Regions from separate parts of the Gossypium hirsutum genome. Here region 2 is linked to region 1. The links are chromatin contacts, called in public Hi-C maps. All regions are on one chromosome and are shown on one strand. The core of a region is the stretch at or near the end of the contact, and the rest is flanking DNA. Distances in the headings are between cores, read along the strand shown.

Region 1 (5,642 bases), core at 2,329-4,828:
AAAGCAAGTTAGATTGATTTCAATACCGAATCCGTTCAACGCACAACCAAGCTAAGAAATAGAAGAAACCAGAGGCTCTTAACCAAATTTACCTGCATTATCTCCTTCAAGCTTTTGATTCCCTCTGACTGAAACAAGGCTATCCATAAAAACGAAAACTGTGCGAACTCATGAACTTGAAGGTTGTTATATTTTTGCATGCTAAGACTACCGTCTCCGAAATTTTATCATTTCCCCAAATATCAATGGAAGTTCAACAAACTCCAGAAGTCCTTAACTTCTCAAATGGATAGATTATATATCCAAATGTTTCATGTTCACTCACGCTTAAGACATGCTAAAAGTACTCAAATTGCTTTCCTTCCTCTTTTTTCTTTGGAATAATAAAAAAGGAAAAAATGTATTTATCATAATATGCCAAATAGCCATGGTTATTATAGATAAATATGTAAATCGGACTATTACGGGCTTCTCCATTTTTGTTTTTTGACTATCAGTCATGCTAATGTTCACTCAAGGCTTAGCCTGCCGAATTTTATTATAAAGCGGCAATTCCAGTGTTTCTAAAGGCTCTGGAAATCGGCAAGAATAACTATGAAAAGCGGTTCTCAGCGATGGATAGGATTATAAATCGCTGAGTCGGTTGTTTCTGCTAGCAAAATCGGGGTTCCAGAGATTAGCCTGAAGAACTAAAAAAAATGGTTTGAAAAACTGAGTTTTCATCAAATTACAACTTAACATTCAGAAACGCATCATCATAAAGCATATATATATATAAAGTCAAGTATTTTTAACTGCATTCATCTCAATGACATATTGACAACAATTATCATAGAACTTCTATATGATCAATATACTGACCATCCCATAAAAAATTTTCCATGAGCCCCTAAAAATAACAGACACAACATTCATGATTGAACGACTAATGTAAAATTATGTATATTTTGTGTAAAATAGAGTCGGACAATGAGAATGGAAAACAAAGTACAGTAATGTAAGTAAAGAATCCTGATTCCCTGATTCCAAATACTGATAATCCGACTCAGTTCCCAAATTGTTTTCATCAAAATTTTGAGTTGATCCTCCAAAACATAATACACTCCTCTAACCTATGCTCTACTGCTAACTATCCCAAATTAACCATAACAATCTATCATAGTTAACCCCCTTTGTCAATATCAACCTAACTAGGTAATAGAATCCACGTCCCTGTTAGTACCAAAAAGGATGTCATTATCATCTCATTTCAATCTATGTTCCCAACAATACCAGTTAATATCAGTATATGACGATCCATTTTTTTATTTTTAAGATTTTGATCAATTAGTACAAGAGATTTTGGTTTTATTAATTTTGGAAAAGATCACTAATTTTGATTTTTTTTAACTCATTTTTTTTCATAACCATATTTAAAAATAGGTTCATTAGATTAGACCATTAACCTTAACTAATAATAATTTACTATATTTTAAATATTTATTTTATTTTAAAAAAAATGGATAGTAAATGGTTAAATATAATTAAGTTAATAGAAGTATACTTGTCTACCTATGTAGAAAAGTTTAAAATTTGATACACTAGAGGTGAATTTTCTTTTTACAAGCAAAGTTGAAATACTACCACGTGTTCTCAGCTTCTTAATTGTAATAACCGAATTTTAAAGGATAATCAAAATAATTAGACGGAAATTTAAGGGGTAACCGAAATAACCAAATCGAATTTCATCGGTTCAGTTTATCGATTTTGAGGTTTTTTACCTTTTAAATTTTTTAAAAATTTAAATTATTATGCATTATATAAATTAAAGTTTATAAATTATAAAATTGAAATTATAAATTATTAATTTGAGCTTGAATTTTATTTTTTATGTTTTTATGTTTGGGTTTTTTAGGTTGGGTACTTGGGCTGGATTTTATTTTACAATGGGCGGGTATAATTATAAAAATATTTTTTAATATTTAAAAAAATTGATTTATTCAATTTAGATTGTCAAAACCAAAAACAACCAAATTATCCATTTAAATTGAAATATGTAACTGACTAGACTGAAAATCGACTTAACTAAATTTTTTTGATTTATTCGGTATAATCGATTTAACTAATATTTTGCGGACTCTTACGCGTTCCCCCTAAAGAAGTATGTGTAATAACATGAGAAAAATTCTTTTCTCATTTATTACATTTGTATTACAATAATTAGACATAAAAAAATAATTAATACAATTTTAAACTTAAAATTAGAGAGATAAGCAGACGCTTTTGTTAAAAAAAAAAACCTCTTCAAAATAAGTAAAAAAGTTTTCTATCTTTGCTAAAACTAAATCATAAAAATAACTAAATATTACCGATTGAATTAATTTATTGTTCATTCATATATCAAAACATGCTTAATATTATAAATAATATTTATCAAACTAGCATAATTGATATGCTAAGAATTACTTGCATTAGTGCACTTTGTTATTTTCATAAAAACTTTTAATAAATATATTTATTCAGTTACAATGCTAGTGTACAAAAATCTAATTTTATCTTGAACTCCCATACTCAGTTATAAAATTTTCCTAATATTCATATCCAAGAATATGACAAGTAAACAAACATACTTCAAAAAATAATAACAAAATAAAAAGAATGTCGGAATAAAATAGCATCCATCAATTTCAAACTACGTTTTCTAATAAAATTCAAGGAATTGGTTGAAAAATTCCAAAATTCTGATCTTATCAAATAAGCAACTCATAAAGCAAAGCGCGCTAAGAAAAAAGAGCCAATAAAGTTAAGCTACATGAAATAATTTCCCACTTAATTATTTTAATATCTCTTTGTCGTATTATTGCTCCATAAGCTTCCGCATCATGACACGTGTTACTACCATCATCATATTTTCCTATTATTTACCAACAGATTTTAATAAAATAAATAAACATATAAATCCTACTTTTGTCCTAATACGTCCTATTCACCAAACCGCCTTCATGTAAATTCACCAAAACACCCTCGACAGCATCTCAAATTTTCAATATCATCCCTTTCCAACTTTATGCCCACTTTATTGCTAATTTTTTCCCCAATAATGCTATTCTTCTGTTTTTTTTCCCTTATTTTTGCAATAAATAGAAAGCTTTATTTTTCATACAAAAATTTATTCAAGCAATAGGCTTTCAAGTATAGAAATATTGATGAAGAAAACTTGGATAATCAATAAATTTGTAGAAAAATTAAAAGTTAATGAAATTATACCTTAAAATTTGCTCTCCAACAGCACAAAGAATACTGGGTTTCAAGGATATAGTGAGAAAAAGCTGTAGAAGCCAAGAAAAGGAACTTATTTGATTCACTTTGGTTCAAGCTTTTACATACTAAAGGAAAAGAAGATAAGGAAAGAAAGGGAATTGGTTGAAGGAAAAGAAGATGAAATCAAATGGAAAATATAAGGGGAAATGAGGGACGATGGATATCGGACATGGTTTTGGGGTTGTAGGTTTGTCAGCACATCATTATCCCAATATATCCATGGAAATTAAAGGACAATGCTATCCATAATTGCCTATTGAAAATGAAAGGATTTATGATTTGAGATATAATATAAATTTTATCGGCTATATTTATCTCTTTTTTTTTTTATCAATAAGAATTCAAATAATGCAAATCATTTGTTGTTGAATTATAAATTGATTACTTTAAATCTTAAAATAAATAATAATAAACCTATTACTTCAATGTAAGTATAATAATAGATAAGGATTTTCGGGTACATGTATGTAGAAAAGTTTTCAATCTTCTACCAGATTCTTCTACCGGTAGATACTCCGGAATTATTATTTGTATAAGGACTGTTACACTATGTATGGAAATGAAAAAGGTGACGGCAATGCAATCACTGAAATTTGTTTTTTTCCGAGACTAGTTACGTTTAATAATTTTCTTTCTTACGAGTATAAATATGATATATATAAGTATTAAAAATTTTATCACGTGGGTGTGCTCGAGAATATTATAGATGTATGTTTTAAAACAATATATATTAAATAATAAAATATATAATTTAAAATTAACTAATTATAATAACACATAAAATTAATACGGTATTAAAAAAATTAGATTAATTTATAAGTAAAACGAAATTTAAATATATAAATATATTAAACTAATAATACTAAATGCACTATAATTGTTATTGGCATAAGCTTTTAAGGTATATTAACATAAAAATGTATAAGAATTAGTGTTATTATGATGAATGTAATAAATTATGCATATTAAAATATAAAATATATTAAAATGAATAATAGTATATATATAGGATTAAAGAATTTAAGTGGTCCTTGTATTATAAGAATTAGATCAAATTAGTCATTCTATTATTAAATAAATTAATTTAATTTTTATATTATTAAAAAAATCAAATAAATCCAAATTGTAATATTGTTAACGTTTGCTGTCTAAAACATATCTTGAAAATTATTTGTTTTTAATTCCAAACAAAAGATTTCATTTATAAAATCATAAAAGCTTTAAAAATCTTAACTATATTAAACATTAAATGATATTTTTTAAACAATAAATGTTAATTTCATTCCAATTAAGCCTTATTTGGTTCTTTTTAACAGTACAATGATTAAATTGATTCATTTAATAATAGATGAACTAATTTGATAATGCCCTTATAATAGAGGGACCTCTCAAGTACATTCACCAATATATACATATATCATATGTACATATCATATCATATCATAATATATCATATATATTGTATATCTAAATGTGTTTACACTATAAAAATTTGATATGCGACAAAGGAAGTAATAAAGCATTTATAGAAGGAGAAATTGTAACATAAACCCTTTTAGAAAACTGATTTAGTTGAAATGATAGGAAACTGTAAATCTTTCAAAAAAAAATTGTAATAAAATTAGAATAAGCCGCACACACCGCCAAAAACAAATACTCCACTAACTTACTTGTTTTCTACTCTTAGTGTAAACAACTACACATCAAACAATAACTTGATATAATATCTGCCAGGCGGTTTGTTACAAAAGCACATCCAGACATTATTGATTGATTATGATGGTTAATACAGTGAATGGTACAAAAGGCATACTATACCGATTTGTAAGATATGTAGCATCAAAACTGACAACATTTCCAAAATATTGGTATGCCATTCTCGATCTCGCATACACTCAAAAACAATTTCCCATGTGACCACTTTTCATCAACTTGAATTGCATAAATGAAACCAGGATCTTTTGTCTGACATTCTTTGAAATACTTATACAACCTTTGTGCATCCCTTTTTTTAAGAAGCTTCTTTCTTTTATTTCCTAAATAATTTGTGATATTAGTCGACGTACAACCAATATTGTAATGGCTGCTACATTCTTGACTTAAAACTAATACAATTTTTTGAGTTGATACACCAACTTCATTCAATGTATTGATCAAATTCTTTTTGGTTGTTGTTATTTTTTCTGCCCACGAAGAAAACTTGCACTTATAGGTGTAAGAAGTTTGCCATTGTATTTATCTACAAACTTACTTACAATCTGCTTGCCTTCAACTTTCTTCAAACCATCATCTCTTTGCAACCAATTCTTGTTTCTTAACATTTCATACATTTTGCATCACTT
Region 2 (5,642 bases), core at 2,151-4,650, 970 kb after region 1:
ATTTCTAAATCAATGTTTTCAAAAATTCCCAAGCCTCATGAAAACTTTCTCCTTCCATCTGTCTAAAGACAACAATTTCTCCTCTTAGTTAAACATCCAACAAATCACACACTCAACAATCAAAAGTTTATACTTTAAAGATATACTTAACATTCCAAATCATTCAGTTCATCACAACTATTTTACCATATTTCAAGTTAATTTCATAAGGCATAAACCTAATGACCAAAAGAATTTATAATGAAAACCTTAAGTCAAAGATATATATCATATTTACATAACCACAAAGATTTCCCAAACCAAATTTCAAACATTATCAACATGATCAAAATAGCCAAAAGACTTCTAATACATGTCATTTATAACCCAACATCAAAAAGACCAAATATTTTATAGTGATCAAGGATGGATAGTATGTATTCGCTCCAACTTGATTCCAACCGATCGAGCTTTCCGATGATCTGCAAGGAAATAAAACAACTAACGTAAGCAACTAATGCTTAGTGAGCTCGTACAAATTTAAACATATCTTACCAAACAAGAATCAATTTATATAATTCATGCACAATTTATAATAAGCTCATGTAACCATTCAATTCCCAAACAAACCACAATTCTCACAAGTTAGTAAATTTATATACATACGAAACATATAATCACACCATTTCATTTAACATCCATCAATAATCTATGCAAGTCAAAACATTCATTTCATGTTATAACATGTGATACATGGTGCGAACATTTCTGAATCAATGTTTTAAAACGTTCCTAAGCCCCATGAAAACTTTCTCCTTCCATTTGTTTAAAGACAACAATTTTTCTTCTTAGGTGAACAGTTTTACTAATAGGGAATAATTTACGAAATATTAAAATAAAACTATAATATGTTTTTACAAATTATTGAAAAAATTCCAACAAATCTATAGAAAATTGAGAGAATTGAGTGTTTAGAGAAAATGGAAAGAGTTGGATTTGAGTGAAAAAAATGGAAAATGGCATGAGTATTTATAGGAAATTAACGTTACCGTTGGGATGTTTCAAAATTTTACCGTTGGCGCATTTGTATTTTTACTATTGGAAAAATTACCGTTGAAGGAAAGCTTATCCAACTGGACGCGCTTTCACACACTCTCTAAAACACGATCTATTTCCCTAAATCTTCAAAAAAATCAACCTATATAACCAATTAACAAACTTATCCAATATATAAGACTAATTTAGTTGAACTATCATCACATCTTTAAATGAAATTGAAATGTAAAATTGAATTTCTTAAAATTCTTTTAGTGTTTATAAAATTTGAAACTCTATTTTTTTTTATTCAAACAAATAAACTATTTTTTAGATGAAATTTATCTATTAAATTCTTAATCCAGACTCAAAGCAAAAAGTGTAAATAGAATAGACTGTATTTGATTTGACAATTCACTATAGCGTCCAAATTTAATAAGATACGCTAGTTAAAAAAAAAGGAAAAAGACTACTATGTATGTTCAAACAAAGATCATGAATGATTTATTTATTGAATTATAACATATTACATATTAGCTGATATTGCAATATCTACTAGTACAACAAAAACATTTGGTCCTGTACTTCCAATTCGTTATCCAATAATAAGAATAAAAGCACTTCAAGAATGAATTTTCAATGTATTTCCAATGTCGATCACAAATCTATATTTGACATCCGCTTTAAGAAGGCGTTCCATAGCTGTGTTCACATAATCCATAGCTATAACTTCAATGTCAGGTTTTACGTCATGTTTAGCTGCGAAATCAATCATCTCTTGAGTTTCCTTCATCCCTCCGATCAAGCTTCCTCCTATTACTTTCCTCCCTGCACTCAATTATGACTCTAATTTAAGATATCTTTGGGGAATTTGAGATCCCATATTACTCTTACGAAAAGATATTAGCAACAGATCATTACCTTGGATTAAAGGAAACACAGGCAACTCAAGTGGTTTCTCTGGAGCACCAAGAAGAACAAGCTTCCCGTGAGACTTCAACAGCGCAAGCAATGGCAGCACAGGGTGTTGAGCTGACACTGTGTCTATGATTCCGTCCAATGTGCCAATGGCACCCTATACACCAAATAAGGAACTTAGAAACTTATATACACTCACAAAAAACCCCTCATTAATAAATCATTGAAAGAAAGAAAAACATATAAACCTGAAGTTGATCTTGGTCTCGACTGACTAAAAACGAATCTGCACCAAGATTTTCCAAAGCTTCTTTCTTCTTATTCGGAGATGTGCTGATCACTGTGACTTTAACCCCCATTGCCTTGGCAAATTTTACTGCAACATGACCGAGTCCACCCAGTCCAACCACACCGATGTGCAAACCAGGCCTATCGAGTTCATAATATCTCAATGGACTATACACTGTAATCCCAGCACAGAGCAGTGGAGCGGCAGCATCAAGAGGCATGTTATCAGGTATGCGGACACTAAAGTGCTCGTCAGCAACCATAGTGTCGGAGTAGCCTCCGTATGTAATAGTTCCATCATAGTACTTGGCTCCGTAAGTAAGTACCATTTTGGGGCAATAGTTCTCAAGATTGTCTTTGCAGCTATCGCAGGAACGGCATGACCCGACCAGACACCCAACCCCAACACGGTCTCCAACTTTGAACTTTTGGACCTTACTTCCCACCTCCGTCACTTCACCGGCAATCTCGTGACTGCATCCAATATATATTATTTAGGTTGACCAATAAACTGTGGTTCATTGTTGCATGTGTCAATTTTTTGTCATCAAAGTAGTATTAGCATATATCCATGGAAATTGTTAGTTGATATATATAAAATATAAGAATGGAAAACATACCCAGGAACAAGAGGGTAGATGGAAGTACCCCATTCATTCTTGGCCATATGAAGATCAGAATGGCAAATCCCACAATAAAGCACCTTGAAGGCTACATCCTTCTCACCTGTTGCCCTGCAAGTGTCAAACCCCACATCAATCAAACACCCTTTGACAAGGGAACTGATTCAAAGACAGAGCAATGATAAAAAGTTTAAGGAGAAAAAAGAAAACCTTCTGGAAAATTTGAAGGGAGAGAGAACACCATAACTGTCTCTGGCAGCCCATCCAAAAGCCTTGTTAGGGTGCTCTTCTTCTGGCAATCTTGTCATTGTTGGATTCATAATTATTTCAACTCTTTTTCTAGCTTCAAAGCAAAGCAAATGCGTGCTCAAAACCTTATAAGCAGCTTTGAGGGATGGAAGCTGGTTATTTATAGCGCAAGATTTAGTGCCTACGCTGACGTACTGGGTGAGCCAAGGGTGAGCCAAAGAAGGATCTAGGGCCTTAACCAACTACCCAAAGCCAATTTGAAACCAGAGACTGTTTATCAATCACATGGTTCACATTTTCAATTTTCTCAACTCAGCCCAGCTACCTTTTTTTACATTTTAGATTTTTGTATGCTTCACATATCCAAACTCTTTCCCTTAAGAATTACTTTAAATGTATTTATTATTTCTTTATATTTTTTAAAGAATTTTTAATTAGATACTAGCCTGTAATTCATTATTACATTTATATATTAATGGCATATCAAATAAAAATTTGTTTTGAGAAAAAAAATCTGAATTTTCACGCTAGGTTGACTCTATTGTTACTAAAGAAACAACATGAGGTGAATAAAAACAACGTTAAAAATAAATGGAAACAAAATCTTCGGTGATTACTGATTAAGAATATGTTGATTTTAAAAATAATTTTATGGAAACTAATTAATCTCACAAGATATGCATATTACATAATTTAAGGATATATATAAAGAAATTAGTAGTGTATAACATATTTTCCAAAAGATTATATGTGAATCCTAGAAAAGGAAAGAAAATATTACATCCCACAAATGAAGGCATGTAATTTGGGCCGGGCTCGGGTCAGATTCAACTAAAAAATTAAGCCCGTTTATTAGGTCTAGGCTCGGCTTGGCCCAAAAAATAGGCTTAAAATTTACTCAAGCCCGACCGAGATAAAAAATATTAAAACTTGAGCCTGATCCGGCATGCCCATATTAATTTTTATATTATTTTTATATAATTTTAAAATATATATAATACATCAAAAATATTAAAAACATCAAAATAAATATTTCCCAACAAATTAAAAATAAATTTTAAAAAATATATATACTTAAATAACACTAAGATAGATGCAACTTAACAAGTAAATGCCTCTAAAATAATAACAAAATTAATAAATATTTTTAAAATAATAACAAAATTAACAATTAAATAAGTTTTAAATAATATTCAAACAATAACAATAAAATAGTAGCAACATAATAATAAAATGGTAGCAAAATAGGAAAAAAAAATAAGAAAATAATATTAAAAAATAAAAAAAAACAATTTTTTTTGTCCTTTAATGAAGTTAGGCCTGGCCAAAAAATGCATTATCCGATGCCTGATTTATTTTTTAAACGAGCTTTATTTTTTTGTCTAAACCCATTTTTCGAACTTATATTTTTATTTAAATCCTCCTACATTTTGGGAGGACTTCGAGAATTACTAAATAATCCGACTCATAAACAAGTATACTCGGTATTTAGTCTGAAAACGTCTACTACTGACCGGATGGTTTCACACTCACCTAATTCATCGTCATAACTCATTTGCTAGATCATACTCCAAGTCGTCACATTTCCTTTTGATAATTTTGGACGTAGCTCCTGTTTACCGAGAAATTAAATTATTTTATGGACTTTTTTCATCTTTATCATTTATAGTCATAAAATATTTTTTCCATATTTATGTGGCTATCAGCCAAACTCGTATCCGACACTCTCTTCATCTTCACATCACCATCGATGAAAGAAAAGACCTTTTATCCCTTCTCTCTTCTCTTGTAAAGTTTGCCTAATTATTAGGTAGTAATCTTTTTTTTTTCTATCTTCTCAGATCCAAGCAAATTTTTTTATCTCAATGTTTTATTTTTTATGGTTTTGCTAATGGGTATTTGGATCTTTTGGGGTTTCTTTGTTTTTGTTAACATAGTCAAAATCCTTGTACTTTTTATTTTCCTAATTTCTGTTTTGCATGTTTCTGTAGATGCTTTTTGTTTTTGTTCAACGTTTCTGTAGATGCTTTGAGTTGGGTTTTGTTGATTATTCATTGCTTTATTTGGAATTTGTATTGATGGGTTTGCCTTTGTACTTCTGGTTTTACGGTTTGGTGAGGCTTGGTGTTAATGGAGCTTCATTGAGAATTGACGATGGTGGAGGCGTATGAGCGGCGCCGCTTCGGACTTTAGCGGCGGTGACTTGAACGGAGTTTGATGATTGCAATCGTCAACCACGATGGTGGACTTGGGAGAAAATAAAAACAGATGAAAAACTAGAAGGAAAGAATGAAAATTGAAAAAGTTAATCAATTGATTAATTATTAATTATTTTTAATTAATCCTAATTAAAAGAAACTGAAAAAATTAAATTAAATAACCTTTAAACAATTTTGGACACATGGCATAATTTTATTGGTCGTTAATAAAAGTGTAAAATTTTAACACTATTAGTCAAGCACGTATAAAAGGAAGGAAGTTAGATTTATTATTTTCAAATTTACATGTAATTATATCTAAAAAAAAAAGTTTACTTACAAGTAACAACAA

What was found. Hi-C and Micro-C count contacts between places; a contact is called where the count stands out from the background.
Region 2: a Hi-C map of leaf shows a contact between it and region 1, with 2.6 times the contacts expected there. The contact joins the promoter of LOC107925779 here to the promoter of LOC107951053 in region 1. A contact is called at or near these places in 2 of 34 Hi-C or Micro-C datasets (both in leaf).

What each region holds. Positions count from the first base shown.
Region 1 is chrA12:47,034,050-47,039,691 of Gossypium_hirsutum_v2.1, forward strand. LOC107951053 (F-box protein At3g07870) reads right to left here and starts at 3,579. Exons shown (of 3, transcript XR_005906668.1): 1 at 3,247-3,579; 2 at 93-689.
Region 2 is chrA12:48,004,801-48,010,442 of Gossypium_hirsutum_v2.1, forward strand. It overlaps LOC107925779 (probable mannitol dehydrogenase), which reads right to left and starts at 3,401. Exons shown (of 5, transcript XM_016856504.2): 1 at 3,054-3,401; 2 at 2,841-2,954; 3 at 2,181-2,694; 4 at 1,936-2,089; 5 at 1,494-1,842. The coding sequence starts at 3,163. The coding sequence ends at 1,637. LOC121212032 (small nucleolar RNA R71) reads left to right here; the gene lies at 1-91.